2 separate regions of the Pan troglodytes genome follow, and region 2 is linked to region 1. Evidence: chromatin contacts called from public HiChIP or PLAC-seq data. All regions are on one chromosome and are shown on one strand. The core of a region is the stretch at or near the end of the contact, and the rest is flanking DNA. Distances in the headings are between cores, read along the strand shown. Region 1 holds the start of PDZD9 (PDZ domain containing 9). Region 2 holds the start of POLR3E (RNA polymerase III subunit E).

Evidence for each region. HiChIP or PLAC-seq counts read pairs in DNA pulled down with a chosen protein or histone mark.
Region 2: an H3K4me3 HiChIP or PLAC-seq map of stem cell-derived excitatory neurons shows a contact between it and region 1, with 6 times the contacts expected there. The contact joins the promoter of POLR3E here to the promoter of PDZD9 in region 1. A contact is called at or near these places in 1 of 7 Hi-C or Micro-C datasets (stem cell-derived neural progenitor cells) and 1 of 1 datasets of contacts at active chromatin or transcription factors (stem cell-derived excitatory neurons).

Annotation. Positions count from the first base shown.
Region 1 is chr18:24,232,307-24,238,197 of NHGRI_mPanTro3-v2.0_pri, reverse strand. PDZD9 (PDZ domain containing 9) reads left to right here and starts at 3,516. Exons shown (of 5, transcript XM_009430461.3): 1 at 3,516-3,621. The coding sequence starts at 3,591.
Region 2 is chr18:24,527,542-24,533,432 of NHGRI_mPanTro3-v2.0_pri, reverse strand. It overlaps POLR3E (RNA polymerase III subunit E), which reads right to left and starts at 2,808. Exons shown (of 21, transcript XR_010152305.1): 1 at 2,423-2,808. TRNAL-AAG (transfer RNA leucine (anticodon AAG)) reads right to left here and starts at 2,820; the gene lies at 2,739-2,820.

The DNA.
Region 1 (5,891 bases), core at 2,267-4,766:
AGGGGAGTTCTGAAACTAGGATAGCTGCTGAGTTGGCCTGAGTTGGAGTAAATGGGCCAAGTCTTTTCATCCCTGCACTGACCTGCCATGGAGCTTGGAGGGCAGCTCTCTTCAGACAAAGACAATTCCTCAAGAGGGCTGACAGCTGAGATCTGTCAACCTACCACCCACCTGGTAGGCGGGGAATAGTCCTTCAGTCCTGACCGAGGCAGTGTAGTGCAGCATTTGCAATAGTGCCCACATGGTGCTGTGCCTCTCATTTGCTACTTAAGTTTGGAAAGCAGCACTTTCAGGACCCTGGGGAATCTTTTCCTGTGGGAAACATATAGAGGAGGGTTAGTGGGAACTACAGCTCCTGCCGCCGCTACAGCTCATCTAGAGGCATAACGAACATACCCTTCATTCCCCTCTTCTATCCATCCTAGAAACCTCTCCTCTTCTGCCAGCACCTCAGATGATCTAGGTGGCCTGCGTGATGGGGTGGTCTAGACCTCCATCCTTAGAGAGCCTGAGCACCTAGTTGCTGTGCACTTCTCAGGCAGTGGTTGCTGTATTTGTCCATTTACTGTCCAAATAGGGCAAAGGAGTACTAAGAGACACCTAAATAGATCACGTGGGTGCCCAATGTTCCTCCCTGCCCCGATGTGAAGTCTCAGCCTGATTCCTTCCTGGTAATTGAATACTCTTGTCTGCTTTCTCCCCCTGGTATACCATCCCATTTACTGCCTGTAAAAAATTAGCCATCTTAGAGTTTCCCTCTGCCAGAGGCTAGCTATGCTCCTCCTGTACCAGGGATGGGCACCTCATTATTACCTGGGTATTAGGTGATCCATCCTAGCATCTACTCTTTGGAAGAAGGAATAAAGCAGGGTCCGGGCATGGTGGCTCATGTCTGTAATCCCAGCACTTTGGGAGGCTGAGGCGGGCAGATTACCTGAGGTCAGGAGTTTGAGACCAGCCTGGTCAACATGGTGAAACCCCTGTCTGTACTAAAAATACAAAAATTAGCTGGGCATGGTGGTGGGTGCCTGTAATCCCAGCTACTCAGGAGGCTGAGGCACGAGAATTGCTTGAACCTGGGCAGTGGAGGTTGCAGTAAGCCGAGATCACTCCACTGCACTCCATCCTAGGCAACAGAGTGAGACTCTCTCTAAAAAAAAAAAAAAGGAATGAAGCCGGACAGGGCAGAGGGAAAAGTCAGGCTGCAGTGGACCACGTGGGGAGTTCTGAACCTGGGATGGCCCTGCATTGACCAGTCACCAGATGCTAGTTAATCTAGGAAGGTGAGATCTTGGGCAAGGCGTTCTTTCCAGCCAGTAGTAGTAGTGAGGGTGGGAAGTGTAAGTCTTTCAGCCCTGAAGGGGGATCTGGGCAGCACAGCACCCACGACAGTTTGTATCCTGCAGTTCCACCAATCGGTGTGACCTTGGCTTACTTGGCTTGGTGGAGTGTAGAGACCTCCGCTCTAAAGACACTTTTTAGCCTGGGGTGGAGGGAAGACTAAGGGAAGGCCAGGCACTGATATGCTCCATCACAGAACCATATATGCTGATGGGCTCTATTCCCACAAACTCTTACCCTTCTCCTGCTGGTAGGAAGATGGAGGAAAAAGATGTATTTTATGATAGAATTAAGTTGGTATCTATGTAGACCACTGCCAGACTGTTTGGAAGAGGAAAGGTGACCTGTCACAAGAAGTCACCCACAGGAGACTTGAGGTGGAGAATAGCCCTTTGTACTGGTCTCTACGACACAGGTTTTATCTAATGAGAAATCTGTCCTGGCGCTCACGCCTGTAATCCCAGCACTTTGGGAGGCCAAGGCGGGTGGATCACCTGAGCTCAGGAGTTGGAGACCAGTCTGGCCAACATGGCAAAACCCTGTCTCTACTAAAAATACAAAAATTAGCTGGGCGTGGTGACACAGGCTTGTGGTCCCAGCTACTCTGGTGGCTGAGGTGGAAGGATCGCTTGGGCCTGGAAGGCGGAGGTTGCAGTGAGCTGAGATTTTGTCACTGCACTCCAGCCTGGGTGACAGAATGAGACCCCATCTCAAAAAAAAAAAAAAAAAAAGAAAAAAAGGAACCTAAAAAGGAATCTGCCCTGGCTTATTGTCTGTGTAGAGCCACAGAAACAACAGAATAAGCTTGGACATAACCAGATCTACCATGGAAATCTTTGCACAGTGCCTGACACCTAATAGGTGCTTAATGACTGTTTGTTGAAGGGATGGGGCAAGGTGCTTAGCCTCTCAGTTTCATCAGACCGGGGATAACACCAGGGCCTACCTCATTAGGTTTTCTCTTTCTTCTAGAATTTACTAACTCATTTATTCATTTTTATTTTTTGAGACAGGATCTTGCTCCATCACCCAGGCTGGAAGGTGGTGACTCAATCATAGCTCACTGCAGCCTTGAATCCTGGGCTCAAGTGATCCTCCCATCTCAGCCTCCTGAGTAGCTAGGACTACAGATGTGCACCACCATGCCCAGCTAATTTTTAAATTTTTTTAATAGAGAAAGGGTCTCACTATGTTGCCCAGGCTGATCTCAAACTCCTGGGCTCAAGCAGTCCTCCTGCCTCAGTCTCCTGAGTACCTAGGATTACAGGTGTTAGACACCACACCTGGCCTAGAATTTATTTTTAATAATTTATATTTTCCTAAAATTGTCCACTTCATCTGTTTTTTAAGTACAGGTTTCAAGAGGATAGAGCCTGTGTTTCTGTGTTTGTCTTGCTTACTGTTGTGTCCCCAGTATCAGTAAACGACAGAACAGCTCCCTGTAAATACTTGTTGTATGAGTGAATGTGTGTGGGAGGAAGAATTATCTTGGAAAAAAGAAGGAAGCATTAATAGTGCCTCTCCTAATAGTGACTCATTTTTTTTTAGGCCACCCTGGGGCCTTTTCTTATTCAAAACATTCATGAAAAAAAGTGCAGTTCCAAAGCATTGGAGCTACTGATGTAACAATTTTTTAAAAATACCATTATTAGAAGTGCAGCGGGGGATTCTCTGATCTTCTAGGTATTCTGTGATCCCCTGTGATCTTCTGGCTGTGATCTTCCTCTGCAGACCACCTCACATCTTTGAAACACCCTCCTCTGTGCCTTCTCCCCCTCCCTATTTCTTAGGTTCACCAAGAATGAATGAAGAAGCCAAGCGTGGTGGCTCATGCCTGTAATCCCAGCACTTTGGGAGGCTGAGGCGGGCAGATCGCTTGAGCCCATAGTGCAACAGTTGTGTTGAGCCTGAGCAACATAGTGAGACCCCCACCCCCTGCCCGTCTCTTAAAAAAAGAAAAAGAAAAGAAGGAATGAAGAAACCACCGTGGGTCAGGCACGGTGCTAACCTCTGCAGAAGTTTCCATACAATACAGTGGTGTGCAATGCCCACGCCACGTTTTGCAGGGTCCACGGGAAGCCTTGCGGCGACCTCACTGCCGCCCAATTTCTGGGCAGTGGCGGCGCAGCGCCCCCTGGCGGCCATCCCGAGGGCAGTGCCCGCGGGCAAGGTTCGAAACTGTTGGCATTGGGACTGACTCCAGCCTCTGCTCCGGGAGGCCCTCCCGGGCTGCCTGACCTCCCGGGACCATGCAGAAGGCCTCCCACAAAAACAAAAAAGGTAACTGGGGAGAAGGAAGCGGGTGAAGAAGCCCTGGGGACCAAGCCTTCGTCAATGTTCCTCCTCTGTAAAATGGCAACGGTGCACTCTTGGCCTGGGAGATAACCTCTCTCCATCGTTGTTGTTATCATCATCATCATCATCATCATCATCATCATCATCATCATCATCATCATCATTTGAGAAGGAGTCTTGCTTTGTCCCCCAGGCTGGAGTGCAGTGGCGCGATCTCAGCTCACTGCAACCTCTGCCTCCCAGGCTCAAGTGATTCCTCTGCCTTAGCCTCCCGAGTAGCTGGGATTACAGGTGCCTGCCACCATGCCCAGCTAATTTTTTATTTTTAGTAGAGATGGGATTTCACCATGTTGGCCAGGCTGGTCTCAAACTCCTGACCTCAAGTGATCCGCCCGCCTTGGCCATCGTTATTTTTATCAAGGTATAATTTCCATGCAGTAAGATCCCCCCTTTTAAAAGTACAGCTACCGTTTTGACAAGCTATACCCACGTTGAACCACCCCCTCCATCAAGATAGGGAACAGTTCCACCACTCCCTAAAATTACTTTGCAATGCCCAGTTGCAGCCAAACCCCACCCCACTGCAGCTCCTCACACCCCCATCTGTTTTTTACAGTGTTTTTTTTTTTTTTTTTTTTTTTGCCTTTTCCACGGAGAACATCATAAAAATGAAATCACATAGTAAGGAGCCTTTAAAAAATTATACCAATGTAAATAGGGACTTTGGCCCTTTCATTTTTATTAAAAGGGCACATAAATCTTAAAATAGCATACGGGTCACTGTATTTTATTTTTAGAGACAGGGTCTTGTTCTGTCGCTCAGGCTGGAGTGCAGTGGTATGCTCCTGGCTCACTGCAGCCTCCAATTCTTGGGCTCAAGCAATCCTCCTGCATCAGCCTCCCATAGCTGGGACTGTAGGCATGCACCACCACACTCAGCTAATTTTTTTTTTTTTTTTTTTTGAGACAGAGTCTTGCTCTGTGACCCAGGCTAGAGTGCAGCAGCATGATCTTGGCTTACTGCAACCCCCGCCTTCCAGGCGGGTTCAAGCGATTCTTGCGCCTCAGCCTCCAGAGTAGCTTGGATTACAGGCGTGAACCACCACGCCTGGCTGATTTTTGTGTTTTCAGTAGCAACGGTGTTTCACCATGCTGGCCAGGCTGGTCTCGAACTCCTGACCCCAAGTGATCCGCCCACCCTCGGCCTCCCAAAGTGCTGGGATTACAGGTGTGAGCCACCATGCCCAGCCTAAATAGAAGAGATGAGGTGTCACTATGTTGCCCAGGCTCTAATCACTTTATACTTCTGCTAGCCCCCAGGTGGGCTTACTGAAGGATGCAGACTCCTGCACTGAGCAATTCTTGTTCTTTATGGCTTTTTTCCGCACAGCATCAGGATTTGATAAGACTTGAGGTTGGCAAAGAGGCTGAACTAGGCAGGCAGGTGCCAGGCAGCCTTAGGCTTTTTCACTGCAGGGCTGTTGTCATTTGGACTGCTTGTCCTTGGGAAGGTTTACATTGCTGTCTGACTAGCCTTGTAGCAAAACCTGTAAGTCTTTCATATTTTAGTCTGGTGCTTGGGGTCTGGCTCTCCGAGGACCATAGTGCTGCCTCCTCCACCTGGTTGTCCCCAAACACAGCGGCTCACTCTTTTCTGAGCTCACCCTCTTCCAGGGAGGAAGCATTGAAGATCTCACTTTCAACAGCAGTAGGGTCATCTTTGTCAGTACCCTCGGGTTCCAGGGTCCCTGCCACTGGGCCCTAGCGAGCACTTTCCTCAGGTTTCATGTCTAATAGTTCATCCTGAGCATGCACTGTGTGAAGAGCCTTTGCCTAAAACACATAAAATACCTTTTCCATCTTCAGTGTTTTCCTTCTCGTGGTTTCCATCCTCTAATGAAATTAATTGACTCAGCTCCTGCACTGTTACATCTGTGCTTTCCTGCTGGGTGAGCTTCTTTTCTTCTTTCTCAACTAGTTTTTTCAGAGGGTTTTGTAAGTGCTTTAAAGTAGTGACTTCATATGGCTGATAACCTGTGAAGCTCTCATGGATGGCTGCCATAGTGTGAGAAGTCTTCTCTCCAAAATGAAGCAGAGTGGTCTGGTATGTTGCTAGCATTTGAGACAGGAGATTGCATGTATTTACTTGCTCCAAGAAAATCCACATCCAGCTTCACTTTGTCAAGGTTTTTTTCTCTTTTTTTTTTTTTTTTTTTGAGATGGAGTCTTGCTCTGTCACCCAGGCTTGTAGCTGG
Region 2 (5,891 bases), core at 1,559-4,058, 300 kb before region 1:
CTTTGGGAGGCTTAGGTGGAAGGACTGCTTGAGACCAGGAGTTCGAGACCAGCCTGAGCAACATAGTGAGACCCCCTGGTCTCTCTTTAAAAAAAAATTTTAGCCTGGCATGGCCTGCAGTCCCAACTACTTGGGAAGCTGAGGCAGCAGGATTGGTTGAACCCAGGAGTTTGAGGCTGCAGTGAGCTATGATCACACCACTGCACTCCATCCTGGGTCACAGTGTGAGACTCTATCTCTACTGGGGGGAAAACAAAGCCAGGCACGGTGGCTCACACCTGTAATCCCAGCACTTTGGGAGGCCGAGGCAGGCGGATCACCTGAGGTCAGGAGTTCCAGAAAAGCCTGGCCAATAAGGTGAAACCCCGTCTCTACTTAAAATACAAAAATTAGCCAGGCGTGGTGATGCACGCCTGTAATCCCAGCTACTCGGGAGGCTGAGGCAGAAGAATCACTTGAACCCAGAAGGCAGAGGTTGCAGTGAGCCGAGATCTTGCCACTGCACTCTAGCCTGGGCGACAGAACAAGACTCCATCTCAAAAAAAAAAAAGTAAATCATATTATTTCCCTGCCTAAGACCTGTCAACTGCCACTGTCACATAAAATAAAACCCAAACTCCTTTCCATGAGCCACCTAAGGCCCTACATAATCTTGTCTCTGTCTTCCCCTCACCATCCAGGCTGGTAGCCACTTGCTGGGCCTCCAACAAGGCAAGCCCCAGTCCACCCCAGGTCCTTTGCACATCATCTATTCTCCCACAGGGATTTCCAAGGTTGCTCCTTTTTATTAAATATCATCACCGCCTGCAGGAGAGGATAGGTTCCCTGACCACCCTATTTTAAAAGCCTCCCCCAACCTCCTCCCAGGCCCTACCACATCTCTGTTTTCTTTCCTTGGTGGGTCTCATCTTAATCTGGAACTACCTGGTCTATTTGCTCAGGTGTTGTTTGTCTTCTGCAATAGAATGTAAGCTCCATGAAGGCTTCTCGGTGCTTCAGTTTCCTCAACTATGAAATGCAGACAATCATACTTTACTTCATCAAAGCTGTTATGGGGAGCATTACTTTAAAAAAAAAATCCACTGCTGGTTCTCTCAATACCTAGAACAGTGCCTGGCACGAAGTTGACACTCAATATAGTACAAAGAATACTTTATATTTAATCTTCTCATTAGCCCTATCAATAGAGATTTATCATCTTCAATTTGGAAATGACGAGACTGAGGTTCAGATATAAGCAACTCATCCAAGGTGGAATGAGGACAGAAACTTGGGTCTCGCTATGTCAAAGATCCTTATTCTTATTCTTAACCACTATACTGCACGGTTTTCTGATAAACGGCAGTATGGTTAAGTGGGTAACAGCTTGGACTCGAGAGCAAAACTATGCAGGTTCAAATCCCACCACAGCTGCTTGGCATCTGTGACCCACCTGAGTTGTCTGGGTTTGGTATTCCACCCTATTTTCATCCCTAAAGTAGGGAAACTAAGTACCGACCTCCAGACCCCTGCGGGGAAGAGTAAGGACAGGACGCTAATAAACGTAACCTCTGGGAAGGTTTGTTATTACTTGACAACATGTTTTCTGCCAACGTAAGCGGGTAATGACGCTAAGCCACAAGTCAAACGCTGCAAGCAGGAGCGTCACCCGGTTTCTACTGAGCCGTCACCACAACCCTATGAGGTAGGAATTTCTATTATCTCCATTTCACAGATGAGGAAACTGTGGAGATCGCTAAGATCTCTTCTTTCCGCCTCCAAGCCCAAGGAATTCTAAAGCTAACCCAAAGGAACGACCTTGTTTGTTTACTGACACCTCCTCGGACCGAATGGTCAGGGCTGTATCCGGAACACAGAGTTGGCTCAGTAAACACTGAATGGTTGCCTGAATAAATGAATGAGGAATCCCGGGCCTCGCCGGGCAGAGGCTAATCCGGTTCAGCTGCGAAGTGGGGGCTCCGGCAGGCGCAGGTGCCCTCCCTGCCCATCGGGGCGGGCCGCCGATCCCGAGCCTCGCTGTCCAATGGGTTTCTGCTCCCTCGCGGGTGGTCAGGCCCCCCTTCTCACGCCCACCACGCAGTCCCTGCCGCGAGCCGCCACTACACCCGACGCGCGGACAGGTGTTTCTTCCGTAGGAGGCCTCCCAGGCCCGGATGGGGCAGGTCGGCTGGACCCTGAGTCACCGCCGCCAGCGTCGGCCGCGGCCTCCCCAACTCCCAGGTGTCAGGTCAAGGAAGTCAGAGTCCGGGGTCGGCCTGGAGCCGGCTGCCCCTCCTCCCCGCCCGAGTCCCGAGAGGCCTCCAGCTGCTAGGCACAGCGCGGCGCGGGCCTCCTTGGCCTACTCGGGAATCTAGCCCAGGCCCACGTCGTGAGTGCGATCCGGCTCAAGCCCCAGCTCGGGCACTGCCAAGACGGGACTCACCTCTCCGCGGGGGCCGAGCGCGGACGGCGGCAACGGCCCAGTTACCCGCGGGCTGCAGAGGCGGCGGCGGCCCGGCTCTCCTCTCAGGCGGCGGCCATGTTGCTGGTGGAGAAACTCCGGCGGACACGTGGGGGGGAGCGGGCCGGCCCCAGCGTTTCCTCTTACCCACAATGCCCCGCCCCGGTGCACGCGGCTCCGCCCCCTCCGCCGCGCCATTCATGCAGGCCGTGAGCCCCGCCCTGCAGCAGGGGGCGCTGATGGCACGCGCAAAACTGAGCCGGGAGTGTATGCAGCGGGGACAAAAAGACAGCAACCCTGGCAGCGGTGGGATTCGAACCCACGCCCCCGAAGAGACTGGAGCCTTAATCCAGCGCCTTAGACCGCTCGGCCACGCTACCCAGCTGCAATGTGTTTGTGCCAGAAAGCTACTTAATGCTTTTGCTTTTGCATTTAATCTGGACATTGCGAGGCGTTTTCGCTGAGGTTTTTTTTTGCTTAACGTGTGTTCAAGGTGATCCCTATAGAATTATTTTAAAAAGCCGTGTTTTGGAAAATAAACACTTGCTCCAGTCTTTAGACCCAGGTTGGTTCCGAATAGGTATTAGAGCAAAACGCATTTTTAGAAACTTTACTCTGAGTTGGATGGTTAACCCGGAGACCCCTGGTTAACCCACAGGTAATCCATACGACCCGGATTGGGTGTCTCCGGGAGAAGAAATTGATCTGATCAGAAACATGCACCAGGGGATCTGACGGCCAAACCCTGGAGCTGGTCTGGGCAGTTGTCTCTGAAAAATTGTGTTTAAATTTTTACTTACACAAATAACACGCGAATTATTGCAAAATATTTAAACTTTGCAGATAAGGTACAAATGCTCTTTGACCTTGACTCGCATCCTAGGCCCCTCCGCCGAGGTAACTAACCATTATTATCTGTTTAATATGAACTATGGTTTGAATGTGTCCCCCAAATTTCATGTGTTGGAAATTTAATCCCCAATGTGGCAGTATTGTGTGGTGGGCCCTTTAAGAGGTGATTAGATCATGAGGGTGGAGCCCTTATGAATGGATTAATCTCTTCATGGATTCATGGATTAATAGGTTAATGGATTAATGGGTTATCTTGGGAGGGGGACTGATGGCTTTATAAGAAGAGGGAGAGAGACCTTAGCTAGCAAGGGAGGAGCTCAGCACCCCCTCCATATGATGGCTTGTACTGCCTGGGAACTCTGCAGGGGTCCCCCACCAGCAAGAAGGCCCTCACCAGATGCACACTCTTGACCTTGGACTTCTCAGACTCCATAACTGTAAGAAATAACTTCCTTTTCTTTACAAATTACCCAGTTTCAGGTATTCTGTTATAAGCAACAGAAAATGGACTAAAACACTATATATCTTTCTAGATCTTTTGCTGTGAATTTATATGTTTATATCTATATGGATATATATAGATATAGCCATAGAAGATAGCTTTGTTTTTATTGTGTATGGATTTTAACACAAATATTGTCACATTATTCATATAGATCTGCAATTGGCTGTTATTTTTCACCAGACTGTATTTTAAAATACCTATCCGTGTGGATATGCAAAGATATTAAAAACAAAAATGCACAAAAATTACAAAGAAAAAAATTATCATCCATAGTGCCACCACCTGGCATTAAATTAATGACTTAGTATTGTGGCATTTTTTTCCTTTTCTTTTTTATTTTCTTTCTTTTTTTTTTTTTTTTTTTTTTTTGATGTGGAGTCTCGCTCTTGCTGTCTAGGCTGGAGTGCAGTGGTGCGATCTCCGCTCACTGCAATCTCTGCCTCCTGGGTTCAAGCGTCTCTACTAAAAATACAAAAATTAGCCTGGCGTGGTGGCACATGCCTGTAATCCCAGCTACTCGGGAGGCTGAGGCGGGAGAGTTGCTTGAACCCGGGAGGCGGAGGTTGCAGCGAGCCGAGATCCCACCACTGCACTCTAGCCTGGGCGACAGTGAGAAACTCGGTCTTAAATAAATAAATAAATAAATAAATAAATAAATAAATAAAAAATAGATCACACTATTACAAATAGAAATTATTAGACCATTGCAAATAGAAATAAGGTCCCCTCCCATTCTCCCCTGTCTATAACTGTCATGAATTTGATGTGTATCTTTCCAATAATTTCTTACATTTTTACTATAAAATTTATGAATAATATCTAAAATGGTTATCTGTATGTTTTTCACTTATATAAATGTTAGCACATTGTACTGATATCCTAAAACTTGCTTTTCTCATTTCAACAGTATTATTATTATTATTATTTTAAGAGAGTGTTGCTCTGTCACCCAGGCTAGAGTACAGTGGTGCAATCATAGCTTACTGTAGCCTAGACCTCCCGGGCTCAAGCCATCCTCCCACCTCAGCTTCCCAAGTAGCCAAGATTACAGGCATGAGAGACTGTGCCAGGCCCAACATTATGTTTTTGAGGTCTGTTATGATGCCTATAGATCTAATTCATTCATTCCATGCCATGTACAACTTTTAAGTTGTTACTAAATTTTTGTCATTACACACAATATGGCAGGAAGTATCCTTGCACATGGCTCCTTGTCTTACGTATGGACATTTCTCTAGGGTATACACTAGAAATGAAATTGCTGGTCTATATTTATACTTTCCCTAGTATTATATAATAATAATATTAATAATAGGCTGGTCTCGGTGGCTCACTCCTATAATCCTAGCACTTTGGGAGACAGAGGTGGCAGGATTGCTTGATGCCAGGAGTTCAAGACCAGCCTAAGCAACATCGAGAAACCTTGTCTCTACCAAAAAACAAAAGAAAAGAAATTAGCCGGGCATGGTGGCATGTGCCTGTAGTCTCAGCTACTTGGGAGGCTGAGGTGGGAAGATCCTTTGAGCCAGGGAGGTCAAGTCTGCAGTGAGCCGAGATTCAGGTGCTGCACTCCAGCCTGGGTGAGAGAGTGAGACCCTCTCTATATAGATATAGATATGCATATATTTTTCCATTTTGCCAAATTATATGACTTTTGATGACTTTTTTTTTTTCTATTTCTTCCTGAGTCAACTTTGGCAAGTTGTCATTTTCTGGGAAAACAAAGCCCCATTACTTGATTTTTCACATTTATTGGCGTAAGAAATCTCAAATATCCCTCATATCTAAGGTTTTGTCCTCTATCATTCTCTATCGTTTCTCTTTCCCTCTGTCATTTACATGGATTACTTTCTCCATTAGTTCTGTTCAACACAGGGAGTGGAGTCAATGCTTAAGGTGACTGAATGGGGGAATTAGGCAGGAACTCTATGAACGCTGGTGATGCTTTAGACACATCAAAAACTATATAAATCACACTTTTATAAGTAGAATTCTCATTTTGCATTGACTGGTATTAGACTTTTCAGGGCCATGATTCAAGTTTTTGGCTAATATCCAGTTGGTACACACCCCTAACATTTGGGCATTTTATGT